Regions from separate parts of the Zea mays genome. Here regions 1 and 2 are each linked to region 3. The links are chromatin contacts, called in public Hi-C maps. All regions are on one chromosome and are shown on one strand. The core of a region is the stretch at or near the end of the contact, and the rest is flanking DNA. Distances in the headings are between cores, read along the strand shown. Region 1 holds the start of LOC100278239. Region 2 holds the start of LOC100273301. Region 3 holds the start of LOC109946021.

The links. Hi-C and Micro-C count contacts between places; a contact is called where the count stands out from the background.
Region 1: a Hi-C map of tassel shows a contact between it and region 3, with 4 times the contacts expected there. The contact joins the promoter of LOC100278239 here to the promoter of LOC109946021 in region 3. A contact is called at or near these places in 2 of 25 Hi-C or Micro-C datasets (leaf and tassel).
Region 2: a contact with region 3 is called in a Hi-C map of tassel, with 2.3 times the contacts expected there. The contact joins the promoter of LOC100273301 here to the promoter of LOC109946021 in region 3. A contact is called at or near these places in 2 of 25 Hi-C or Micro-C datasets (ear and tassel).

The regions. Positions count from the first base shown.
Region 1 is chr4:70,905,377-70,909,546 of Zm-B73-REFERENCE-NAM-5.0, reverse strand. It overlaps LOC100278239, which reads right to left and starts at 2,738. Exons shown (of 5, transcript NM_001151580.3): 1 at 2,392-2,738. The coding sequence starts at 2,722.
Region 2 is chr4:70,754,645-70,758,779 of Zm-B73-REFERENCE-NAM-5.0, reverse strand. It overlaps LOC100273301, which reads right to left and starts at 1,552. Exons shown (of 2, transcript NM_001147742.1): 1 at 1,414-1,552.
Region 3 is chr4:70,456,841-70,461,138 of Zm-B73-REFERENCE-NAM-5.0, reverse strand. It overlaps LOC109946021, which reads right to left and starts at 2,143. Exons shown (of 2, transcript XM_020552555.3): 1 at 1,507-2,143; 2 at 800-1,360. The coding sequence starts at 1,681. The coding sequence ends at 1,062. LOC100282400 reads right to left here. Exons shown (of 2, transcript NM_001155311.2): 2 at 3,009-3,773. The coding sequence ends at 3,200.

The sequences.
Region 1 (4,170 bases), core at 1,489-3,988, 450 kb before region 3:
ACCAAACATCATTCCCTGAGATCCATTTTTGCACCTGTAATGCTGAAACAAGCTCTACCTGAGAACTGGCCTGATTCCCATCACCATACAGAGTAACTTGTTGATCCTCATCCTTAAACTGCAACACTGTATTGACCCAATCACACTCCATAGGACTGTGTTGCATTAACCACTGATAACCCAAAATAGCATCAAAAGCCCCCAAAGGTAGAATTCTCATGTCAGTGTGATAAAAATGCCCATGTGCCCACCATACCAAATTCTTCACCATAGCCTGGCTGATCATAGACTCCCCATTGGCCACCTTAACTGAAACAGATGGACAAGATGTCACAGCTAACCCCAGCTTTTGCACCATATGTTGACTAATAAAATTGATGGAACTCCCAAAATACACCAACATCAACATAGTCTGTTTACCAACAATAGATCTCACTCTCATGCTATAGTCATTGGCAGTGCCAGAAACTGCCTGAAAAGTAAGATGACAACATAATTCCCCACTTTGATCTTCCTTTTCTAGCTGATGTAGAATCTCATCAGTCAAAATTTCAGACACCTCATTCACTACTGCATTCAACTAAGCTGAACCCCTCTTTGCACATTTGGCAATATGCCCGGGCTCAAACTGTTCTCCACAAGCATAACATAAACCATTGAGACGTCTGAAGTCTCTAAGTTGTCTCTCTCGAGTAAGATCAGCACCTTGTTGCCCTTTATCATCCCCTTTTGGAAGTGTCTGTTGCTGTTTCAGATATGGCAACGGACGTTGTCCTTCACCTCGTCCTCTATCCAACACCTCCTGTTGAATCTGAGCTAGCAATATAGCACGATCCACCGTAGTGGGAACCTGAACTTGCACCACATCCTGCAGTTCAAACTTGAGACCACGAACAAAGTGGGTAACAAAGAATGTTTCATCATATTGAGCATTATGCACCACCACTCCATACCGAGCCTGCTCAAATTCATGAACATAGTTATCCAGCGTGCCGAACTGACGCAACGAAAACAGTCTTCGCAACGCTCTAGGATAAGCCTCGGCACCAAACTTACTGACAACGGCTGCAGCAAATTCATGCCAACCACCCAACCCATACTTCAGTTTATGATAGTGCCACCACATAGATGCTGGAACTTGGTAGACAGAAAAATACTCCAAGCACTTGTCCAACCAAACCACAGGATCACCCTCAGCAAATTTCGGAAATGGAAGTTTGGGCAATACCTGATGAGAATGGTATGAATGCTGATGAACATCACCAGATGGTCTAGAAGGACCACCTCTGAATTCACCACGGGATTCCACATGCTCCTGTCTTCCCCTGAAACCTGTTGATTCACTGTGATGTTGATGAGCGGATGATGGAAATTCCGCTCCCCCAGAAGAATCCTCCAACTGCTTCCCCATCAATTCCAAACGGATTTGGGCCACCACCTTCCCTGTTTCTTCCACCTTACGACATAACTCGACTGGCTCCTTCGCCGCCTGCTCCGCAACAGACGCAGCCAAATTCGTGTGCATCATCATCTGTTGTTGCACGCGCTCGACATCATTCAATCGATCACTCACCACTACCAGAGTCTCCATGACCTTGCTCAAACTCTCCTGAGTTTCCCGATCCCGATCCGCCATGGCTTCCAAAACAAAATGTGTCTACACCAATGGTTTGGTGACAGGCGCCGTATTGACAACGCTGGTAATCGCTACCCAGCAAGACCGCTGACCCGTCTTTGATACCAAGTGTGAGACCCATGGCCGGAGTAGCGCCAACTCCGACGTGAGCACTCACGGTGGCTGCCTCCGATGGGGAGGACAAGCGCAGGTAAACAGAAATTCTGTTTGGTGGTTTTTCTTCTATTTTCCTCTTGCCGATTACCAGATGATTCAGGGTTTAAGTACACCCTCTTTACAAGGCCAGACGGCCCAAACCCCTGGCCCAATAGGCCTAATCACAAACAAAATTCAATTACTCAGATTACTCCTCCCGCTCAACCTTCTGCTCTTTCAGCCTTCCAATTGCTCCTCTGCAGATCCCATGTTCCTGACGGTTACTTACACCATCAGGGTATCGATTACTATTGTCTTATTGGAATTGCATGACACCACACCACTGTTGTGCAGTTTGTACATACAAAAAAAATGAACTGAGTAGCCAGAACAGATTGGCTAATACAGCTCAAGTTGTTCAGTATTTCAATTTTCAGGCACGGTTTGCCTAAAATGCAAGGCCGAAGGGAAGACGCGCATAAACAGACCTGATCGAACACATGCAGCGGCACAGAACGAATACGAACTCCGGCAGGCAAATGCAAGCGCCCACCCAAAGCACATCAGCCGGGAGAGCAGAGGACACGAAGACGAGGTGGGCGGAGTTGGAGAGCACGTACCGCGCCAGCGCGACTTGGGGGTGGCCTCGAGCACGGCGTCGAGGTCGTCGTTGCGCGTGCACACCAGTATCGGTCCAGGCGCATCGTCGGGTACCTTCTCTCCGCGGCCCACGAGGACGTCACCTCCCGGCGGGCCCATGGACACGAGCGCCTGGCCTACGCGGCCGCCGCCCACCACCACGGCTGGGTGCACCTCTGTCGTCGCCATCGCCGCGGAAACCCTCGCGATCCTACGAGCCGCCGCGGAGCTAGGAGAGGGGGAGAGCAGGAGACGGCGGAGGGGAGGCGACGGCAGCAACGGGGTGACGGAGACGGCGGCTTTGAGGGCCATCTGGGGTGGACTGAAAGATGGGAAGTGACGGCGTTTGGTTTTGTCCGTTAGCGCGGTAAACGGGAACCACCCGAGTTGGGATTGGCTTATCTGGGTCTTTTTTGAAAAAGGGGCTGGATTTTATTATTATTGAACTGCAGCATACACCTCACGTCTTCCAAATAAGTCCCTGGTAGAACATTTGTCTATTCTCCTTCCTACAACTCTTATCATATAAAACGACATTACTTAAATAAGACAGCTATTCAAAAATGATCCAAATACATATATTAGTTGAGTGTGAATGACCGGATATGTAGCGTGGGGTCAGACAAGATGATTTTTTTTCTTTCTCTTTTTTCACACTCGCGAGATCAAATACGATGAGCCAAGGTACTGGATTATAGATGACTAAATATGTTGTATGTCGGTCTAAGTCACGATCTATTTAATAGTGCCATGGCTCGATCCAATACGATTTAAAGTGGATCTGTGTTGTGCCTAGGCCGTTTTCTCGACCCAGTGATGGCCCGATCTGGCACGATTTTTTATTCTAAAATTGTGTGTGTATATATTGCATATCCTTTATATAGCACAAATCAACATGTGCAGTGGTTAGGAAGCGAAAATTTATTTCTTGGGACCAGGTTCAAACCCTAATGAGTGTGTAATTTTTAGAATTTTCCGCGTGTGCGCGTGGGAAGAAATTTTTTGGGGCGTGGGAAGAAATTATAGTAGAGATAGAGATATGCCTTTCAATCTATTTAGTTTTCCAACTAAGAGAATTATCTAGAATCATGCAAAAAAAGACTTCAAAAACTAGTTAATCCAATGATGACCATTCATAGAGTCACCTAATGTTGCAAAATATGAGTGAAAGGAACACTGGCGCCTCTCAGAGAGCGTGAATTAGGACTTCTAAAAATCTCGTTAATCTAGGTCACAAATAAATCTCCTAAACAAATGTGATATTCTGGTCCCAGTGGATGGTGATATCCCGGACCAAGGTTTAATAGAATTAAAATAATACTCATACCAACAAGGTGCATCTTCTTTTTTGGAAGTCTACCTCGAAATAACCTCTAGGTTAAGCGTGCTTAGCTCAGAGCAATCTTAAGATGGGTGACCGACCAAGAAATTTTTTCGGGTGTGTACGAGCGAGGACAAAGTGCACACAAAAGACTCGTGTTGGTCTGGAGTTTTTTGGAACTCAGGTACTCCCGTAAGTGGGCTTCTTAAAAATATTACTCTGAAGCGTGCAATTGGGATTGTAGTATTATAATACCTAGTCGTTTGTAAATTTGTTATCGTCGTTGCTTTAAACCCTTCTAGAGCCCAGTCACGCCTGCTGTTACGAGTTCATCCCCTCGTCCCGTTCCTGGAAACGGATCTCAGGCCGCCGTCGCTGCCGACAGTGGCGGATCTGCGTCCGGGGCTGTCTGGGCTGCAACCCCGGTCGCGGCTCAGTA
Region 2 (4,135 bases), core at 303-2,802, 300 kb before region 3:
ATGAGAGTCCACGGTTCCTAGCCATAATAACATTAAACGAACCGAGATCTATTACTAGAACTCTGTACACATTGAAATTCTAGTAAACTACTGCATGCAAGATCAATTCAACACGAAAGGCAGCACTAAACGTCTGTACAAGCATACAGTTTCCTGGCAGAGCAGCATGCTTTAATTGTCGCATAGGAGAAAACTATCTCATTACGGGCTTGTTTGGGAGCAAGAACACTAAGGGCTGATTTGGTGACCAGGGAATTGAAGGAATCCATAGGAGAGGAATCCTCTTGTTATTCAATTTTAAATAGAAGGGAATTCCTCCCATGGATCCCATCCATTTACCTGATCACCAAACCAGCCCTAAGTAAAGAAATTACAGGAGACAAAGCATGTTCTCCACCTGGTTCCACCTCTCTGAATTCCAATAAATAGGAAAAACATATGTGATAGCAAAATAAATTTGGAGCACAATATCACTTTGTTACAAGTACAGGCCAAAAGTCCATTTAACAATATAAAATAATTGGGCAGTAAGCACTAAAGTTCGCATTTTCAACCACGACAGCACGAAAGGCCAAAAATGTGTATTAACAAAATTACCACAGCTCCTATCCTGAAAGAAATTAGAGTATTAAAATGCACTACTATTTATATCGTTGGCTGAAGCTTTTGGATTGTGGGGATAAAAAAGTCAACTATCGTTGACTGTAGCAGTCTTTGTTGACAGTGGATTGCCGAAGTGTAAGTGCAGAACGACAGCGTGCAATGCACAGCGAAAACGACTCCTTAATGCGGCACTATCATGGTCCCTGTCGCAATGGAATCGCAGAGTTTTTTTTTCTGGGTGTTGAAGGCTGAGACAAAAATATCCAAATCAAAATTAGCTCTTATTCCCCTAATGGATCAAAGATCCAGGCCAGAAGCTCATCTCCAGAATAATTCAGCAACCATACTGAAAATACATAGTACTACGCACCATATATTCCGTTCATATTGATCCAAATTGATAATTCTGATTAGTTTCGAGAAAACATCTATCCACGGAAGCATTAATAACGACTGTCGGCAGAAACACGCCGGGGCAAATCCCTAGAAAAAAATCGCTAAAATAAAATTAGGCGAATAGCAAACATTGAACGACTGATTGGAGAGGTACGCGATGGTTTGGATTCCAGCGACCGGCGCTCACATCAAAGAGGGGATCCCGCAGGCCGAAACGTAACGGACAAGCAAAACCATCCAATCCCTATCCGAACCAGCCGAAAGGCGAAGATGACTGGAAGGGAACATAGAACCCCGTTCGGATATCCACTCCATGCCAGAGGCGTCAAGCGTAGGGAGGGGATGCGGGTGCCTGCCAACGGGGAAGGAATGGAGGAAAGAGACGCCGTTTGCGGCGGAGGGAAGGATGCATACCTGGATCTGGAACGGGACGTCGCCTGCCGGGCGCGGAGGGCGGTGGGGAGGCACTGCGAGGCGGGGGGCGGAGTGGATGCGGCGGCCCTTGGAAAGGGAGAGAAGAGAGGCGTGGCCCCGGTGAACCGTCCGAATATTGGCGACGGGCAATGAGGGGGAAGTCCGGCAAAAGCCGCAAAACTACCGCTGAAACTGAAATGACATAGTTGGAAAAATGCATTGGCTTCGTCAAAATACCTATCGAACGGCGAACCACATAACTCGCTGAATTGCACACTTCAACATCACAATATTATTATAAATAAATACACACAACTCTTCATATCTTATGTTTTTGCCTATATAGACCAAAATACCGTTTATATATATATACACACAAATAGGTGTCCAAAATAAAATATACCATATGCACTATAGCAATGGTCTACCGTTGGAGTGTGTATTTGAGCAAGTTGTGTGGCTGGCTATTTTGGTGAAGTCATACGTTGACGCGCGTATTTTTTAAAATATCCCCACTTGTAAAATACGAAATCTAATCTTTTCTATTCTATTCTTACATATGGTTACTCTTCGTTTGCCAATGTTGCAACACGTACAATTACCTTTTTTTTCTATGTGACGGACCACCTATACACTCCAACATAACAGTGGGACATGATTATCACGTAACATCATGTAACATGACTCTCATATCTATTTTATTTACTTACCCCTTCACTGCTGCTTTGACCTTCGAAACTAGCTAAATGGCAAAAAAAAATTAGATAATCCACATCAAGTCAAAGTGGACACCAAACTGTGCTAAAATGGTACAACAAGTTTACCAAGCTTTTTGTTAAGCAATGGTGCTCTCACCGCTCCCTCCCCTTGCTTTCTCCTTCCTCTTCCTCCTGCTATCCTCTCCTCCAATCTCCCTCCCCCTCTTCTCTTCGCCACTGCCGACATTATTTCTTCCTCTCTCGAATGGTGGGTTTCTCTAGTTCCTCAGTTGGTTTGCTCTCTTTCTCTCCTTCCTTGAATCTTTGCTTCCTCTCATCTTTCTTGCCTTTTCCTACCAGTGTTCTTCGACCTTTGTTCTCTCATGGCAGTGGGAGACAATCATGTGTCCCTCAACATTGTTGATTTGGATTTGGCTCCTGGTTTATGCTTTCAAAAGGAAGTTCTACATAGATTCTCTTCATCGGTTCATCATCCCTCACCATTCATTGAAGGTTATTTTCTACTTATTGCGGTTTTTCGACGCTTTACTTGTAAGCTTTCTAAGCATTCTATGAGTTTGGCGTTCCATGCCATTCTTGGTGGTTCCCTGGATGGTTATCATGTTAAGGAAGAATATGATTATCATTTTCGCTTTGCGGTGGCTTCCAAAAAGTGGGTTTTCTGGTTCTCTCGCTTAGGCGAGTGGTTACTCATAATTTTGATGTCTACATCTATATTTTGTGCACTGGTGGTCTGAATTGAAAGCTTGAGTTTGTTCTTTGGTAAATGGAAGAAGCCAATTGGACCTTAGTCTGCAGCAAGAAGAAAAGGAAATCTTATTCAATTGGATGGAGTTGTTTGATTTTCTTTTCTAAGAAATTGATCCCGGATTCTCCCCCCATAAAACATCGACATGTTGTTAGATCTTCTGTTATCAAGCCAACCATCAGAAATTCGGTTCACCAATCTGGTGTTGGTCTCCCAAACAGTATAATCAAATTTTGATCATTGGATTATATAATAATTATTAATCATATAGTTGGTGGTAAACGTTTATTTTTGGGTTCCAATTTCAAAAATCATCAAATGATTGCCTCGTCTTCTTCATTACATCTGGATTCACTTAATCTTTCATTTAATGGTGCTTTCCCTGTTTGGTGGGTGGCTTTTGGTTCGAAGAGTCTCGAAAGCTCCTCTCAGTGTAGGCTTATGGATGATTAGTTTAGTGTGTCGGTTGACCGCTTCATGAACTAGGCACATCCTAACAAATCTTGCTTTGGTTACCTCTCCCCATATCATGTGATCAGGGATTGCTCTAATGATGTCAGATGCTAGTTTTGCTTCTTCTCGAGTCATATTGAAATAAACTGCTTTAAGAAATGTTCGGTTAGATGATATGTGTGGAGGCCCATTGTTAGGCCCGCGGTGGGTCCATTGCTCCTTTCTAACGGTCCCACACAATCTACTGAGAAAAGTGTCCTTTTGTCTTATGATGCCCTCGGAACTGTTCTTTTCCTTATAATGTAGAAAACATCAGTTTCTTTTGGCACTCTTCGCTCAGTTCTCCCTTCAATATGTTGTTCTCCTAATCTTCGCTCCAGACGTCCAATGATGAACTTTCCAGGCAATCCTAGAGCTTTTCTCCCTCTAAAGATGATCATTAAAGATGGTGATAATCTTCGATGTTCTAGGGCTCGGGTGCACTTAGTTATGGGTCCTAAAGAAAGAATGGATGAATTTGTTATCATGGAATATGTCAAAGAAGCAGTTGGCCCAAATGACATCGATATGTTTGTTCAGTAGATAAGGGTGTTCATGCAAGAGGAGCTTAGATTGCAAGTTCTTAGTGCTTCTAGACATCCATTTGGTCTTGGTATCTTTGAGCTTGGATGTCTATTCTAGAGAGATAGATTGCTTAGTGAGAAATATTCATAATGTGGATGGTGAAAGGGAAATGGGCTTGAACATTTTCTATAATCGATTTTGGTGTTTGACGTCCATCACAAACCATGTGGACTAACTA
Region 3 (4,298 bases), core at 894-3,393:
AAAAATGAGAAGGGGGCGAGGACCATTCAGTCAGAACTAGAGGAAATATAATGTTCGAGCTAGGTTAAAGGTTAATCTTCAGGAGGACCGCGATTTTGGACAAAAAACCGTACTGCTGACGCTTGTCCACAAATGACTATAAGGGTCTGTTTGATCACGACTCGATTATTATAATCTAAATTATAATCAGAATTATAGATTATATAAGTGATTGATTATGGTAGGCTAAGGGTGTGTTTGGTTTGACTTTTGGCTTTGGCTTTTGCCCCCTAAAAGCCAAAAGCCAACCAAAGGGCTGGATCCAGGAAGCAGCTTTTTCTAAAAGCCGACTTTCTCGTAGTGCAAATCTGAAAGCACCTCTGGACCTGCTTTTAGTGACTTTTCTGATGGAACTGTGAAAACATATATCGAAGAATTTTTAACGACTTTTAGTGGTTTCCACCAAACGGTTTTTAGCTTTTTAACAGCTTACAGACTACAGCAACTTTTTCCACAGCTCACAGTCCACAGCAACTTTTTTCACAGCCACAGCCCAACCAAACAGACCCTAAGTATAAAATTTCTATCTTATCCTCTATTATAGTTTGGTATGTTAGACCATCAGTTGAAAATAAGTTAGACTTTTAGCATGTTAGGGCATAGTCCCTTGTAATCTAGTCTCACCTAGATCATAAGATTATAATAATCAAACGTTTTGTTATAATATATGTTATATAATTAATCATGTTTAGATCAAGGTTTGATTTTATAATCTGATTATATTACAGCAGAGCCTAACCAAGTGCCTGAATGCAACGAATCAAGATCAACGTAATAAATTACAAAAGGACCACGCTGGTAACAGTAAATACATCGATTTTTCCACATCAATCAAGCATAAACAGAAGTTCGCAGAAATTTGACACAAGTTTCCTCCATGTGAAATTGTCCGAGGACAGAAACAAGAAAGGGTAAGAATAAAAAAAGAATTCGCGTGAAATGTCATTGCACACCATGATTGATAATTTGATATGATATTTAATATAACGAAACAAATCGAGAAAGACAAGAGCTTTATTTCATCAGGAGCTCAAGGCTGACAGAGCGACGCCACAGCCCAAGGCGAGCGCCGCCAGGACGGACGCCACCGGCACCGGAAGCGCCGCCGCGCCGTTCTTGGATCCGTGCGGCCTCGTCACGGCGCCGCCGCCGCCCACGTTCCGCCCGCCCGCGGCGCCGGCGACTCCACCCGCGCTGCCACCCTTGTGCCCGGTGGTAATCCTCCTGTGATGATGCTCCAGCTCCACTGTGCCCGCCGCCTCATGCCCAGGCCCAAGCCTCCGGCTAGGACTCCCGGTTTCCAGGTGGTCTTTCATGTCGCCTTCAGTTCACGAACAAGCCAATCAGTTTGTCGCAGACGAGTTATTCTCCGTAGGATAAGTTGTGCAATCATGCATGGCGACACGGCAATATTTCAGGCACCAATTAAGAGAAAAGAAAAAAAAAAGAGAGCAATGCTGACCGTACCATCCAATTGTTCTTGCACCTGGAGATAAGGCCTGACCCGCCGCCGCTCCGTGGAGACTCCTCCGGCGCTTCCCTCAGATGCTGCTGCTGCTGCACACCGTGAGACCTGGGAGGCAAGGGATAGGAGGACCAAGACGGAGATGGAGGTGGCGAGGACGGTGTTGCCTCTCTTCATCTTGGGATGGACAGGCCACCAGAAGCAGTTCACAGGTCTGAGTCTCGGACGTGGAGTCTCCCCGGAGACTCTTCTTATAAATCCTGCTGACTGCTGTGCCAAGATAAGGCAAGCACCTTATTTGGCAAGACGGCACCTGATTCCATTATGACCTTTTCTCTCTCTCTCTCTCTCGACGGCAAACAATCTGAAAAAGATCAGGAAACCACGTGAATGGAGCTGTTCATCTGTTCTTGTTTTACACATCGTTGGATTATATAGCGTTTAGAAACAAAATTAGGGACAGTCCAGGCCTAATAATGGGACCTAAATCCCAGCAGAGGTTGCTGATTCTGGCACTTGTGTTTTTCTCTCTCTTTGGGTTCTAGTGATGTGCTGCTAGGCAAAAGAGAGACATATGGAACCAGCAATGTGCGGATTCGGTGGCCTTTTGCTGCTCCGTCTCCATGGACCATTGGCCTTTGCTTGCCAGATCTCAACCACAGTGTAGGATCAAGCCAGCCAACTGGATTTCCATCTCTTGTCAGTCACCGACTGGTACAAACGGAGGGATGGGATACATTGTCCACTATTTTTTTCTCTTTCTGATATGTAGTTTTCACGAACTGTAAATGCAGATCAACCACATGTATGTTACGCATATGTTAACCTTGAAAAGGACAGTGTGATGTCGTTGAACGAAAGGGAAGGTAAAGCTGGTCTTTTAGGTGCCGTTTGGTTCACATATTTATAACGTAATAAGTAACTGATAACGTTAAATCATGTTTGTTTTAGTCCAACTGTAATTAGATACCACACTAAAAATTGATACCAGTCTATTCAAACTTGTTACCGTCAGTAATCAAGTGTAACCATTACTATTACCATTTGTGTTACATTTCGTGAACCAAACAGCATCTTAAAGGGAAGGTTTCAGCCTTTTCGAGGAAGGCATGCGTGCAATTTCCATGTCTCAACTCAGCTCTGCCCTTGGCAGAAGCTAGAGGAAATACTTCTGGGGATTAGATATAATTGGAGCCACTCTGTATAGCCTCATCTCTGCTGCTGGGAAAAAAAAGATGCAGACAGTCAGGCAGCTGCCCGAAAGGTGATGCGCGACAAGTCGACAACGCATCGGATTTCGGTGCGGATGACACGAACATGGCTGGCATTCTGGTAACGCCATCGAGCGAGCGGTCACGGTCGGGCGCAAGTGCAACATGGGGCCAGGAAGACGACACCCAGGGCCAGGCACCAAAGATGCCTTGCAATCAGGATCGAATAAGCCAACCATGTTATGTCACGTTCTTGGAACCAAAGTAGAGAGCCAAAACAAAACATCTCTTTTGCAGGCAATAAGTCATTTATATTAAAACCAACCACACTCCACAAACCGCTGGAGCATAACCATCTGTACAAAATGTTGTCGAGAGAAACGATTCAAACCACACGTTATTGGTGCCACTATATGCGCCCACATACACAGAATATAAACCATAGGTCAAAGGGAGCACCTGAGTACCTGACCTGAGACTATGATCATATCTGAAACACATTGGTCTGGAACCTCTCGTCGTAGAGCTGCCAGTGGCCGTACCTCCCCATGTGGAAGGAGGAGCGAGGTATGTAGAAGTTGGGCTTCACCAGCGTCACCAGACTCTTCAGACTAGCAGCGGCCTGGTCTATTCCCCGGCTCGTAAGGTTCGCGCAGCCGAACAGGTCCAGGACCTCCAGGTCCTTGCATCCTTCAGGGATGGAGCCGAGGGCGACGGCGGTCAGCTTCGAGAACCTCAGCTCGAGGTGTCTCAGCTTCGGCATGAACCTGGATATCGTAATGGCTTCCCTGTTGCCGTCTTCGGGGCATTCTCTCAGATAGTCCTCAGGAACTACTCCGGCATGCTCCGATGGGTCGATCCAGTTGAAGACGTTGCGCTTGAGGACCCTGAGGTTCTGGCAGCTTTGGCCGATCACCTCGAGTGACTTGTATGAAATCTCGTAGCAGTTGCTGATGTCCAGTTCTGTGAGCATGGGGCAGCATGCTCCGACAATAAGCATTGATCGATCGGTTACTGCCGGGCTAGTTTTGACCGAAAGGATACTAAGTCTTGGAGACCTGCACATGATTATATCAATTAAGAGCTCCGAGTAACACTTTCGACCGAGGTGAAGAAAAAATGCTAAAAAGAGTACCTAACATCATAACAATGATTAAAAAAATTAGGCAAAAGAAATAGCACCAGAATGACTCACTCATGGAGCAAGCAAAAGCCAATCAAAAAGGGTACTAGGAACTACTTTCGGTATATGGACCAAAAGAAAGCATCTTTCATTCCCTGTTACTGAGGTTACATTCCCAACAAGAACAGTGAACAAGCTAGAACAGATGATCAATAAGAGGGCTAAATCTAGAACAGCTAGCTACGCAGGATTTGACCCATGTTACTTTAAATCAAATGAAGATAGAAATGTGCTTCTAAAGCTTGTAATGGAACATGCGTGTATTACAGCAGAAAAAGCTGGTCATTGGGGACTTGGTTCTCAATGTTATCAGCGCGTATGCTCCTCAAGTAGGCCTTAATGAGAACTCAAAGAGGGAGTTCTGGGAAGGCCTGGAGGACATGGTTAGTAGTGTGCCAGT